2 separate regions of the Triticum aestivum genome follow, and region 1 is linked to region 2. Evidence: chromatin contacts called from public Hi-C data. All regions are on one chromosome and are shown on one strand. The core of a region is the stretch at or near the end of the contact, and the rest is flanking DNA. Distances in the headings are between cores, read along the strand shown.

Region 1 (6,218 bases), core at 1,665-4,164, 320 kb after region 2:
GCCTCCCCTCCTCCTCCCTCGCCGCCGCCAGGGAACGCGGCCGGGCGAAGCCCGACCGACGCCGGCGACGGTGGGGCTCAATCTCCCACCAGCGCGATGGGGCGGTGCGGGCCTCCCGGTCGGGTGCAGGCGCAAAAAGATTTTTCATTTGCCATGGAATTTGTTTGTTGACTTACATTATAGCAAAATTTGAAAAAGTTTTTAATCTTGTCCCATGGCAAAGTTAGAAAAATTATTTGCTAAAAACATGGCAACTATGAGAGCTAATTGTAACAGCCACATGGCAAATTATAGGAATATTTTTCTCTCATGCATGGCAAATTTGCATAAAGAAGTATAATGGTCGCATGGCAAATTTAGTAAAAGTTGTTCTCTCGTCCATGGCAAATTTGCAAAAGAAAGTATAATGATCGCATGACAAATTTAGTAAAACTTGTTCTCTCGTACATGGAACACATATGAACAATAATAAAGTCGAACCAAATTTACTCTGTTCAATATGTGCAACATATATACGAATGTGCGAAAAAAGAGAACAACAAAAATTGAGTACTTACTACTTAGTCATGGATTTGAAGGGGGGTAGGCTCAGTATTGCTTTTGATGAGACTATTCTTGATTGAAACTTATTGCCTTTGACTTCACACATGACAATCATTCCTAATTTATTTCTTCTTTAGAGAACAAACATACTAACATAGCAATCTATTATGAAATTCCATACAACAAGATAGACAATACATGGTGTTAAACGAATCAAAAGGACATTGGAGGATTTTAGCAACACCTAAATGCGTGACAACAATAAGCAATCGACCCAAAAGGATTTGGATTGAAATTGGTACATCAGAGGTTGGCGACTAGTCTCATGGATTGAATGGGTGCAGATGCGCGTGCTACCACCGGTTGTCGCGAGCTGACGCTGTACCTTACCCCGCGCACCGCTGCGAGCTTCGACACCCGCCGCACCGCCACAACCCACTAGCCCCCACCGCATCACGTGCCACCACAACTCGCCATGCTAATGCCGTGCGTCGTATACTACTGCCCCTGTTTCCATTGCCGCCCTCATCTACGCCACCGTTCGCACCTCGCGTAGATCCCGTCGCACCAAACCACTACATGACGATTCAGTGCCGGATATGGAGGCGGAGGGGAATAGCAGCCCACGGGCCAATCTCCGACACCTGGCACGCCACCACAACCATCGTCCGCCGCTAGCCCTCACCATACCGCATGGGCCGCCGCCACTCCTCGCACTTATGCTGTGCACCAAATGTTGTGCCCCTCTTCCCATCGCCGCCCTCAGCGGCGTCGGAGATGGAGGCGGAAGTGAAGAGCAGCCCGCGTTCGTGCGGGGCGAGAAATGGCCGGTGCGTTAGAATCGACGCGAGAAATGGATAAGCGTCTCGGGCATTGGGTGGCTACTCTCGTCTCTCTCCCCAGTGGAGACAGAAATGAAGATGCTTGTTGAGCGACTTTCCAGTCAGATGGCATGGCAACAACCCTGCATTGTGATTCGTGCTTGTAGATCAGACGTGAGGCACAAGGTTTGCTTGAAATTGACACAAATCTGACGTCTGATTTATATTTTTTTTAAATGTATATGGTAGACATGGACCAGTAATCACTCGCGATTGGAATTGCATGAGGTGAGCTCGATAGCCTCGCGAGGCGAACCCTACCCTCCCGCGCCGCCACCCGCGAGGCAGCCGGGGAGGGCATCCAGATCCTCCCGCCGCGAGCCTCCCGTCTTCCTCCCTCGCCGCCGCCAGGGGACGCGGCCGGGCGAAGCCCGACCGGCGCCGGCGACGGTGGGGCTCGATCTCCCTCCAGCGCGATGGGGCGGTGCCGGCCTCCCGGTCGGTGCAGGCGTGTGCTTGCGCAGGGGCGCCGCGGCGTGGCGGTGTGCGGCTCCTGGCGGGCGTGGCGCTGCGTGGACGGCCGCGGGCGATGGCGTGCGCCTCGCGTGGCCGGATTTGGCTGCCAGGCGGCACGGGCCGCGGGGCTACATGGGCGGCGGATGGGGCCGGCTTCGGGCTTCCGGCGGCTGCGGTAGGGTCTTCCACATCACGGCGCGGCGGCGGTCTCTCTTGGCAACGACGGTTCCGGTGACGGCGCAATCCCTCGGGCGGGGCAAATCAGGGAGGTGAGGAGCTAGCGGTGGCGCGGTTACTTGCTGCGGCTAGCGCGATTGCCGCAGCGGGCGTCCTCCCGGCCCAGATCTGGGCCCTTTGGACGCCCTATCTAGGTTCTGGGCGGGCCTGGCTCGGCTCCACCCGCGACGGCTCCGACGGACAGAGGTGCGGCTCATGCGGGGGGTGCGGAGACGGCGGCCGCGCCCACTCCAGTGGGCGACGGGAAGCTTCACGAGCCATTTCAAGCTCGGCCGAGGACCCATGTGGTTCTGGTTTGCTCGTCTTGCTAGCGTCCGGTCAGTGACCGGCCGGGATCGGCGGTGGAGGTTGTCCCCTCCCGCTGGCTGCTGACGTTGCTGCCCCTCCGTTCGCCGGCTGGCTCCCTCTCGGACCCATCGTCCTCGCTTCGGACTCCATGGTGAGGCGGCGGGTGGTGATTCCAAGACCGTGGTAGCGCATGGTGGTGGGCGGCAAGTGTGGTGGAGCGCGATGGATCGGTCGGGGTGGTGGGTGTGTGGCGACGCCGGTGGGCGCCATCGTTCCTTCCTGAAGGGCGCCGGGTATCCACCTCACCCATGCCTCTCCGTGTACCGAGGAAAACCATAGGACCAGTCCGAACCAGTTGATGGGTCGTCCATCGTCCCTTTTTCCTGAAGGTGTTGCTTGGTATGCTAAAATAAAAAAATCCGAAGCAAAGCAAAATTCAGCGGTAACAACCCTAACAGAAAATCCGAAAAAGAGAGGGGCCCACGCGCTAAAGTCGCGCAGAACTCAGAGCAAGTGAGGTGGCCCCCCTCAATTCTCAAATCCTCGCCTCCACCTCTCATCCGCTGGTTCCCCCACCCTGACCTCCTCCGGCGACCGATCGCCGCCGCCATGGGCTCCGACCGCGGGGAGCTCGCGCGCCTCTGCAGCGGCCGCAACTGGTCCAAGGCCATACGCCTCCTCGACTCCATCGTCGCCCGCTCCCCCTCCTCCATCCACGACCTCTGGTACACTACTGCTTCCTCACCTCCCCGATCCGCCCCCACGGGGTCTCTGATCTAGCAGTCTAGGGTTACGGGTTATGACTCGGCGATCCCGAATTTGTCTTTCTCCCCCCTCGCAGCAACCGGGCCTTCTGCTACTTCCAGCTCGAGCTCCACAAGCACGTCGTCAAGGACTGTGACCGCGCGCTGCAGCTCGACCCCGCGCTTCTCCAGGCCTATGTCCTCAAAGGTAGGGACTCTCGCTGCCCCCTATGCATCCTCTCGTTCCTCCCCGTACAGTCGTGGATTTGCCTTGCCTGATCTATGCTTGGGGATCAACTGCCACTGTTAGATGTATTTTGGGTGTCGATAGCCCATCAGATTTTGTTAGTGCAACCTGAATGCCTAGGACTCACTGTTTCCTATGTAATTTCATGATGCCCCATGAACCGAAGAGTGTAGTAGCTTTATGAGCGTGTATCCATCCCATGTCTCTGTTATGCTGTAAGTTGAAGCTTCTAGTTACGATCTCAGAAAATAAACTGTTGCTCATAGGAAAAGGACCTAAGTGTATTCCGACACTTGTCAAACAACGGTAGAGGCGTGGATGCCATTAATGCACAGCTGATTCAAGTATGGTGTAATTACAAAATTTATGTGATGTGAGCCTTGTGTTACATATGCTACTTTCTCTTTCTGCAATTTACTTTCCTTTTCATCCCCGCGCCTTCCCTCTTTGTACCTCTTCCCTGCCACCGTCGAAGCCTCCGAGTCGGAGGTACACCAATGATCAAAAGAACACCTGAATGAAAAAGTTCTTTCTTTTCCAGTGAAGCTTCCGTAGATATCATCTCTATTTCTTTTACATATGGATACCGTTGTTTTGAAGCAAATTTCACCATTAGCTTTTACATTATTATCATTTTTAATCAGGCAAGGCACTGTGCGCATTGGGGAAAAATGAGGAAGCTTTGGTTGCTTGGGAGCAAGGACATGAGATTGCTGTCCGTGACACAATTGACCTGAAACAGTTGCTGGAATTGGAAGAATTAGTTTCTTCTGTTAAAATTTATGAGACGGTTGAGTGTGAAGACGTTGTGGATGCATCACCATGTGATACCAAAGTTGTTATCTCAGAAGATCGTTTTATCAACACGTCATTCACTGCAGCTACAACTGATACAAAAACTGTTGTGTGTGAAGAGAACTCTGCAAATTCCAAATCTTCATCAAATAGTGATGCACTGTTACCTAACAACGATAAAGACCATAAAGATTCTGTCAGTTCAGCAAAAGACACCACAGTGCCACATCAAACTCCCAAGAAACAGCCAAAGACAGATAAGAAAAACAAAGCAAAAGTTAAAAAAGAAACAAATGGCCAGGCTGAAGATGTGGAGGAGAGAAGAAGTTCCGATGAAACCATAACACTAGATCAAGCACTGTTTGCTACAAAAGTTTCAAAATCATCCAAATCAATAAGTTTGGATTTTCGACTTTCGCGAGGCATTGCACAGGTATTTTAGATGGACTTGCGTTATTCATATCTTGACCATTATCACTGAGCTACATCTTTTCAGGTAAACGAAGGAAGGTACGACCAAGCAATATCCATTTTTGATCAGGTGTTGTTTTGGTCTATTATCAGTTTTTCTCGCTTATTCTCTCTAATCAGAAAAGGAACCTGACAATCTGCACTTACATTTGCAGATACTGCGGGAAACTCCAACTTATCCAGAGGCACTAATTGGGAGAGGTACAGCATATGCATTTCAAAGAGAACTGGACTCTGCTATTTCTGACTTCACCAAGGTAGAACTTTTAAATTCAGATCTTCCCCTTTACTTTCGTGTGAAATGACCTTACGATCTTACTCTAATGGCAGGCTATACAATCAAATCCATCAGCTGGGGAGGCGTGGAAGCGGCGGGGACAAGCTCGCGCTGCTTTAGGAGAGTTTGTCGAGGCAAGCTTGCTATATTTGTGTAAACTTCAAAACTAATATGGGTCAAGTCGATAAAGACAGATTATATTTCAGAAAACTCTGATATTGTATGGTAGTAGTCGCATTGTAAGAGCAATACGTTAACAAACATGAAGCTATATTCTATTTTATATTGTTATTCCTTTTCTTTTCAGGCTATTGACGACTTGACTAAAGCATTGGAATTTGAACCAAATTCTCCTGATATTTTACATGAAAGGGGTACCTACAGCCAAATCTCATCTTGCCTAATGTCATTTCTCATATATCTTTTGATGAAAACGAAAGGCCAGGAGGACTCCATGATCAATTCGTGCTGCCTTGCATTTTAGTAGTAAAGTGTTATAGGTAGGTTGTTAGAGCACACTCTTGTATTCTGATACCACATACTGGCTCATGGTAGGAATTGTGAACTTCAAATTCAAGGACTACAATTCCGCAGTCGAAGATCTCTCAACATGTGTGAAGCGTGACAAGAAAAACAGTTCTGCACACACTTACTTGGTAAGTAAATGTTTTTACCCCTTGTCCACAAACTCCATCCTTCCAAGAATCAAACGGAAATCTTTTCCTTTGCATCAAATTGGCACTTTCTTTGGTGTAAAAAGATGTACTTTCACTATTGGATCCTACTTTGGGTTTAATTTTAGAGTCAACGGTGTTCCTTCTGTACAAACCCTTTCCTTTGTACCTTCGCAATTTGAATTTCATTCCAAGCTAAATTCCATGTTTGAATTGCCTTAGGGTTTGAGTAAACAATATTTGATAAGTCCTTGAGGAATTGTTTTCCTCATGAACACATAGTAATGCAACAATATTTGAATTTTAGTCAGTTCTGAGACGATAACCAATCTTGCTTGCTTCTGCACTCTTAAGTGGCATGCAAGAGAATGCAAAATTTCAGATATTTGAATGAATGAGCCATTAGGTATTTGCTTCTATGAAGATTCTTTTGCTTTGCTGCTACTTTTGGAGTAACAATCTTTGTATTACCGTAGGGTCTTACTCTTTCAGCAGTTGGAGAGTACAAACGTGCTGAAGACGAGCATCTCCTTGGCATAAAATACGATGGGAGTTTTCTGGACAGCTGGGCTCACCTTTCTCAGGTTTATTCCATGATCCTAGAGA
Region 2 (5,897 bases), core at 819-3,318:
TTTCCATGCTGGTTCCCGACCAGGTGGGTCAGGCCGAGGACCCCCAAGATTATCAACTAGCGGGCCCCGATCATCGGGCCAAGCAAAGCCAAGATGGAATGTTCCGAAGACTTGGCGCATACTCCAAGACTTAGATGTTGTCTTCGTTGTGATTACCCCTAGATGTAACCGACCTATGTGTAAACCCTAGGTACTCCTGGTGTCTATATAAGCCAAGGGGTGGGGGTCGTAGACGACAATTCTCATACACAAACAATCTCATGGTAGATCAGCGTGTAACTTGTACTCCCTCCAAACCAATACAATCAAAGCATGATGTAGGGTATTGTCTCTTCGAGAGAGCCCGAACATGGGTCAATTATGTGTCTATGTTAGCATCATACGAAGGCTACCAGCTCGGGACTCCCTACCGAAGGTGTGCTAGATTTGACTCCCACAGTTGTGGAGAAAGCCCCAACCTTGTTTGTAAAGGTTCCGGTTGCCACCTTCAAGGGCGCTGCTAGTAGATTTGCGGCGCCTTGCATTGTGCGAGGGCATAAAGAGAATAGGGTGACTCTGTGGGACGCTTGGGAGCATTGTGCCTCCACACCCCTCCAATGAACGTACCTCCCCCAAAGGCGGAAACTTTGGAAACACATCGTCTTCTTCGTCTCCACTTGTAGTTATCTCATTCCTTTACTTGTTGCTAGCTTCTGCCTTGTCTTTAACTCATGTTAGCTTGTGTTGCTCGTTCCGCTTATCATATAGATTGTCCACTTAGTTGAATATCTAGACGACCTATCATTTTGTTGAGCCTAAAATTTGCAAAAGAGATTAAAATTGTTAGTCGCCTATTCAACCCCCACCCCTTCTAGTCAACCATATTGATCCTTTCACAAGGCACGTCGTCTATTGGCCAAGTACTCGACAGAAAAAGGAGCAATAGTAAAAGACTTCAGAATGACCGAGGAAGCAAACACTTAGGCCGTTATGACACAGATTAAAGTAAAGGCCTTAACATCCCCCAAGGTCGGTGAAGCTAGACGTAAAAATTTTAGAACGATCAAATCAAACAAAGAAAAAACATCTTTATTCAACACATTTATAATGCCTAACCGAGCTAAACAAATTCTTAAAAAAAATTAAGCATGAAAGTTACTTAGATGCTTTATGCTCTCGTTGTTAATGACGTTGTCCGGCCTTGAGACAGCTCGAGATCCCAGCCCCCAAGTTGGTCTCGATGTGGCGGAGTGAGGAGGTCGACTCGACGAAGTGGCGGCATAGCACGGTTGACGCTGCGAGTCGAAGCCTACGGTCCAGCTGACATGATGAAGCAGGTCGCCGGGGTGAAGTTGGAGCCCCCAAAGTAGGTCGATGAAGTGACGACACAACACGATTGACGTTGCGAATTGAAGCCTCCGGTCTAGCTGACATGACGAAGCGGGTCGGCGGGGTGACGTTGGAGCCCCTAGAGTAGGTTGATGAAGTGACGACACAACACAGTTGATGCTGCGAGTCGAAACCTTTGGTCCAGCTGACATGACGAAGCAGGTCAGCGGGGCGACGTTGGAGCCCCCAGAGTAGGTCGATGAAGTGATGACGCCGAAGCCCTTAACTCCTTGAGCCAGCCGAGGTGGCGGGGGCAAATCGATGAGGTGACGCTAGAGCCCTCACGTCAGCCGACGTGACGGAGCAGGCTGGGATGGTGGACGTCGGCATGATATGAAGTGATGACGCAGCGATGCCGACACAGGTCGGAATTCGTGACGGAATCGATGTTGGCTTGCTGAAGTGATGGTTGACCTGTGCAATCCATGGGGCGGCTATGTGGTCCCCCCCCCCCCCCCCCCATGCCCCCAACGCTCCGAGGACGGCACAACCCGCTCATCTCTGCCACGTGACGTGGCACCATGATATTGGTCCCGGTGTAGCTGCGAGGTTCTTGTCAGAAATCAACCGTCCAGGAGACGTTTGTTTCCAGATTAAAAATCGACGTCAGATTTTTATCGATTCCGTTAAAGCATTTTGAATTTTATTTATAGGCCCAGTTTTCTTACAGCTATTTCTAGACCCGGTTCATAGCACCACTTTCACAGATGGTTCTAGACCTCGGAACGAGCAGCTAACGGACGGTCCAGATACGCCCTCCTTCAGCGGGGGTCCACACGGACACTGGCACGCGCAAGTTGCCCGCGATTGATTGACGCCAACGTCAGCCTCCGCCTCCACCTCCCACCTCCACGTCTATTAAACGCAGCCGCCTCCTGCTTCTCGCCTTCCCCACCAAATTTCCGCCGAAGCAGAAAAAGCATCGTCTCGTCGAGGAATCAACAGCCATGGGCGGCGGCAACGCGCAGAAGTCCAAGATGGCGAGGGAGAGGAACCTCGAGAAGCTGAAGGGCGGCAAGGGTAACGGAGCTAATTCCCCCTTCTCTTGGTCGTCAGATCTTGTTGGTCTTCCTGATCTGATCCTGTCGGTGTTTTTTCTTCTGATCCTTCGCAGGGAGCCAGCTCGAGGCCAACAAGAAGGCCATGAACATCCAGGTGCGCCGATTAATCCCGCCTATCCAATCGATCGAATCGATCTAACCCTCTCTAGCGATTGGGGATTTTTTTTCCGCTGACGAGACTGTTATCTGTTGAATTTGTTGAAATTACGCCTTTGACTGGGACGGGATGCGTGCCCCGTCAGTTGCAACGAAGATTGGTAGCCTATTTCTCGATAGGACTCTGGGTGGATGGTTTTTTCTTTTTTGTGCGGCGATTATCGGTAGGATTTGGAGCTTATTTCTCAATTGCGCCAAGAGAAACGAAGGGAATCATGTACTTTTGACTGCCAGGACTATAGCTAGCGTATCAACATACTAGTATGCTAGATTACAAGTTAATTGTACCAAAATTGCTCCTTCGGGCATAGATCTGGGGGTATTCTCATCGCATATCGTGCGAATTACAAGTTACTACTAGTTGTTTGTCTGCCTGAGTTCTGCCAAGCAAAGTTGCAACCTTCACAGTGTGTGCGCTGTTTGATGAGTAAGAGACACTTGGTAGTTCAAAGAGATATAATCTGACAGCTTTAAGAGTGTGGCATGTCCGAACCAGCTTTGGACTGCTACCAAGCAAGGCTATGCTTGTGTCTGAAACTAGTTCTGGATGGTACCAGTTAATCATTAGGATCCACGGGGAGGGGTAGCTGGAAGACTCTTGTTAAGTTAGTGTATAATCCCAGTGGATGCGCCCGTTGTTTGCTTACCAACTTGATGGACTGAGCTTGAGATGCCAAATAGCTACATTTCCTTACTGTCGACACAGGTGAAAAATTCTAGTCTCTTGGAGCCCAACTGCTCAGACCTTGAATTAGTAACAAAGTGATGTGGCTCTTGATATAATGTAAAACTGTCCATTGCAGTGTATAATTAGTCTTGACAAAACAATCTTGGCAGTCATGTTGCCTACGAGTTCATCAAATTTCTTGTCTGCCAATGGATGTGCACCATATTGGATAGCTGAAATGGTTCTGTGGCTTTGTCTTGCACATCATACCGGTCTAGTGAATACGTTATAAGTTTAGAGATCTTAGAAACATTATTTGCTAAATTGCCTGATCATCTGATCAATGCTTCCTTCCCAATGCAGTGCAAGATATGCATGCAGACTTTCATCTGCACCACCTCTGAAGCAAAGTGCAAGGAGCATGCTGAGGCGAAGCATCCGAAGAGCGACCTCGTCCAGTGCTTCCCCCACCTCAAGCAGTGATATCTGCCCAATCAGATGGAGAGAGAGATAAAAGAGAGAGAGAAGCTGTCATAATCCACCTAGTATTATCATGTTCCGCAATGACTGATTGTTGACCTAAGCTTGGGTCTGAACTCTGGTGTGCTGCTGTCCCAGCTGCTTTGGTTGTGTGCCCATCTACTATGTAATCGTCCTCTATCAGCCTGTTGTGCTACAATATCTTAGTCCTGTGTGGATTTGCTCCTCGTGCTTAGTCAGTATGCTGTCACAAAATTTATCTTTTTGATAATGTTTCTCGCTTCCAATGGCACCGATGCTAGCTTGGTCAGAGCACGGTTTACAGCCAAGCAGCATCAAACATGAGCAGTCTTTTTTTTTTCGAAAGCAAACACAGATTTCTATTATGATTACTCGCTGGCCATATCACCAGCAACAGCGTCTAGTCAGGTTGCGGAAAGTGGCTAAGCCGAGTCTCATAGCAGCCACTCTCCATATAGACTCCACTTGCAGCTAACACATATGTGCTCCCCCGCAAAAAAATAAAAAATATGTGCTGCTTTATTGCAACCACGGCTACAATGATTCACACTTACAACATTCAGACCTACATACATCTTAAACTTCACATCTGTAAACAAAGTGCCTAAAGCTGAAAGATCGTAGTTGTTACTTGTTATTGCTTCCTTCAGCGTTGTGGAATCTGTTTCAAATATCACTTGTTGGCAGCCCAAATGAGTGGCAGTAATAGTTGCTTGCTGAATGGCCAAAGCTTCAGCATGTAATGGACTGGAGACATGATTCAGATTTCCAGCACCTGCCGCCAGGAGCGTTCCTTGGTCATTCCTGATGGTGAAACCCAACCTTCTGAGTGTGTTTCTCCAGTAAAGGATCCATCTGTGTTTATCTTGAGAATTCCCTTCGGAGGTGGCTTCCACTTATGTTTTGCTTGCTTCCTCATCTCTTCCTTCTTTGTCTTGTCCTTCATGCAAGTCAATTGAAGATGATACTTCCTGTATACATCTTGTGGGTTCATCCTTATTAGCGTTGTTTCTTTCATGCCACCATAACCATTAAAGTAAGCAAACTTTCAAGCATTCGGTTTCTTTAAAGTGAAAATGTTTTCGAATACTTCCTTTGGGTCATATGACATTCGACTAACTTTAGTCTGATGTGTTCAGGTTGAGATGCTCTCCACAGATTTTTAACTTTTTTGCATTTAAAAAAGAGATGGCCTCCATCCTCACCCAATCTATAACAAAGAGGGCACCTAGTATCAACAGGAATACCTTTTCTATGAAGTTTCATTCGCAAGGGAAGGCTGTATGTCGCAACTCTCCATAAGAAATGCAGTACTTTGTTTGGTAGAGGGAGCGCCCATAACTTCTTCCAGTTGAAGCTTGAGATTTCCCCTTCTGCAATGGAAGTTGATGTTAGCCCTAATACAGAATCTCTAGCTGCACTATCTACAACCACCTTATAAGCTGATTTAGCAGAAAATGATTTTTTTTATCATAATGCCATGCAATGAAATCACCTGTATCTTCTTGAATGGGTATTCGCATGATGAGGTTTGCATCCTCATCTGAGAAGGTCTGTTATACCAGCTGCATATCCCATTGGTTTATTATCGGGTTGATCAGATCAGCTACTTTGTCCACCAGATGGTTACCTTTTGGTGTATTGGGCCTCCGTGTGTTTCCTCTAGGAATCCATGGACCAGTCCATATTTTGATCCTTTCTGTTAAATTATGATCCAAATTCTAGTACCGTATTGGACTAGACGTAGTATATACGGTGTGTGCCTTTGCGTTGGTACCGACGCGTACGAGTACAACTCGTTTCCTTGTCCTACAAGGACTCCTATGTGTTGCCCCTCATATATACTTCATGTAGTCGCACCTAAGACGGTCTCTCGTCTCGTGCTTGTAATACTCCTCCTTATAGTGATTGCGCCTTCGTGCGTCCGTGGTTTTCTCCCGCAAGGGTTTTCACGTAAAAATCCATGTCTCTCTGTCTCGTTTATTTCTCGTTATTATCACAAGTGGTATACAAAGCCAAGTTTCAGATACGAGATTTGAGATCGAGAGGATTAGGGTTCCGTGTGCGCCGCCGCACGCGTCTGGCGATCCGTTGATCCGAGTGCAGATCGATTTCTGCTGCTGCCGAGACCGAGCCTGTTTCGC

The links. A called contact is a pair of places that touch in the nucleus more often than the background predicts.
Region 1: a contact with region 2 is called in a Hi-C map of leaf, with 2.7 times the contacts expected there. The contact joins the promoter of LOC123052931 here to the promoter of LOC123052930 in region 2. A contact is called at or near these places in 2 of 5 Hi-C or Micro-C datasets (both in leaf).

What each region holds. Positions count from the first base shown.
Region 1 is chr2D:320,123,318-320,129,535 of IWGSC CS RefSeq v2.1, forward strand. LOC123052931 (suppressor of RPS4-RLD 1) reads left to right here and starts at 2,915. Exons shown (of 23, transcript XM_044476298.1): 1 at 2,915-3,130; 2 at 3,247-3,356; 3 at 4,040-4,623; 4 at 4,687-4,731; 5 at 4,817-4,918; 6 at 4,992-5,072; 7 at 5,246-5,312; 8 at 5,494-5,594; 9 at 6,089-6,196. The coding sequence starts at 3,015.
Region 2 is chr2D:319,805,780-319,811,676 of IWGSC CS RefSeq v2.1, forward strand. It overlaps LOC123052930, which reads left to right and starts at 2,069. Exons shown (of 3, transcript XM_044476297.1): 1 at 2,069-2,388; 2 at 2,483-2,523; 3 at 3,616-3,971. The coding sequence starts at 2,316. The coding sequence ends at 3,735.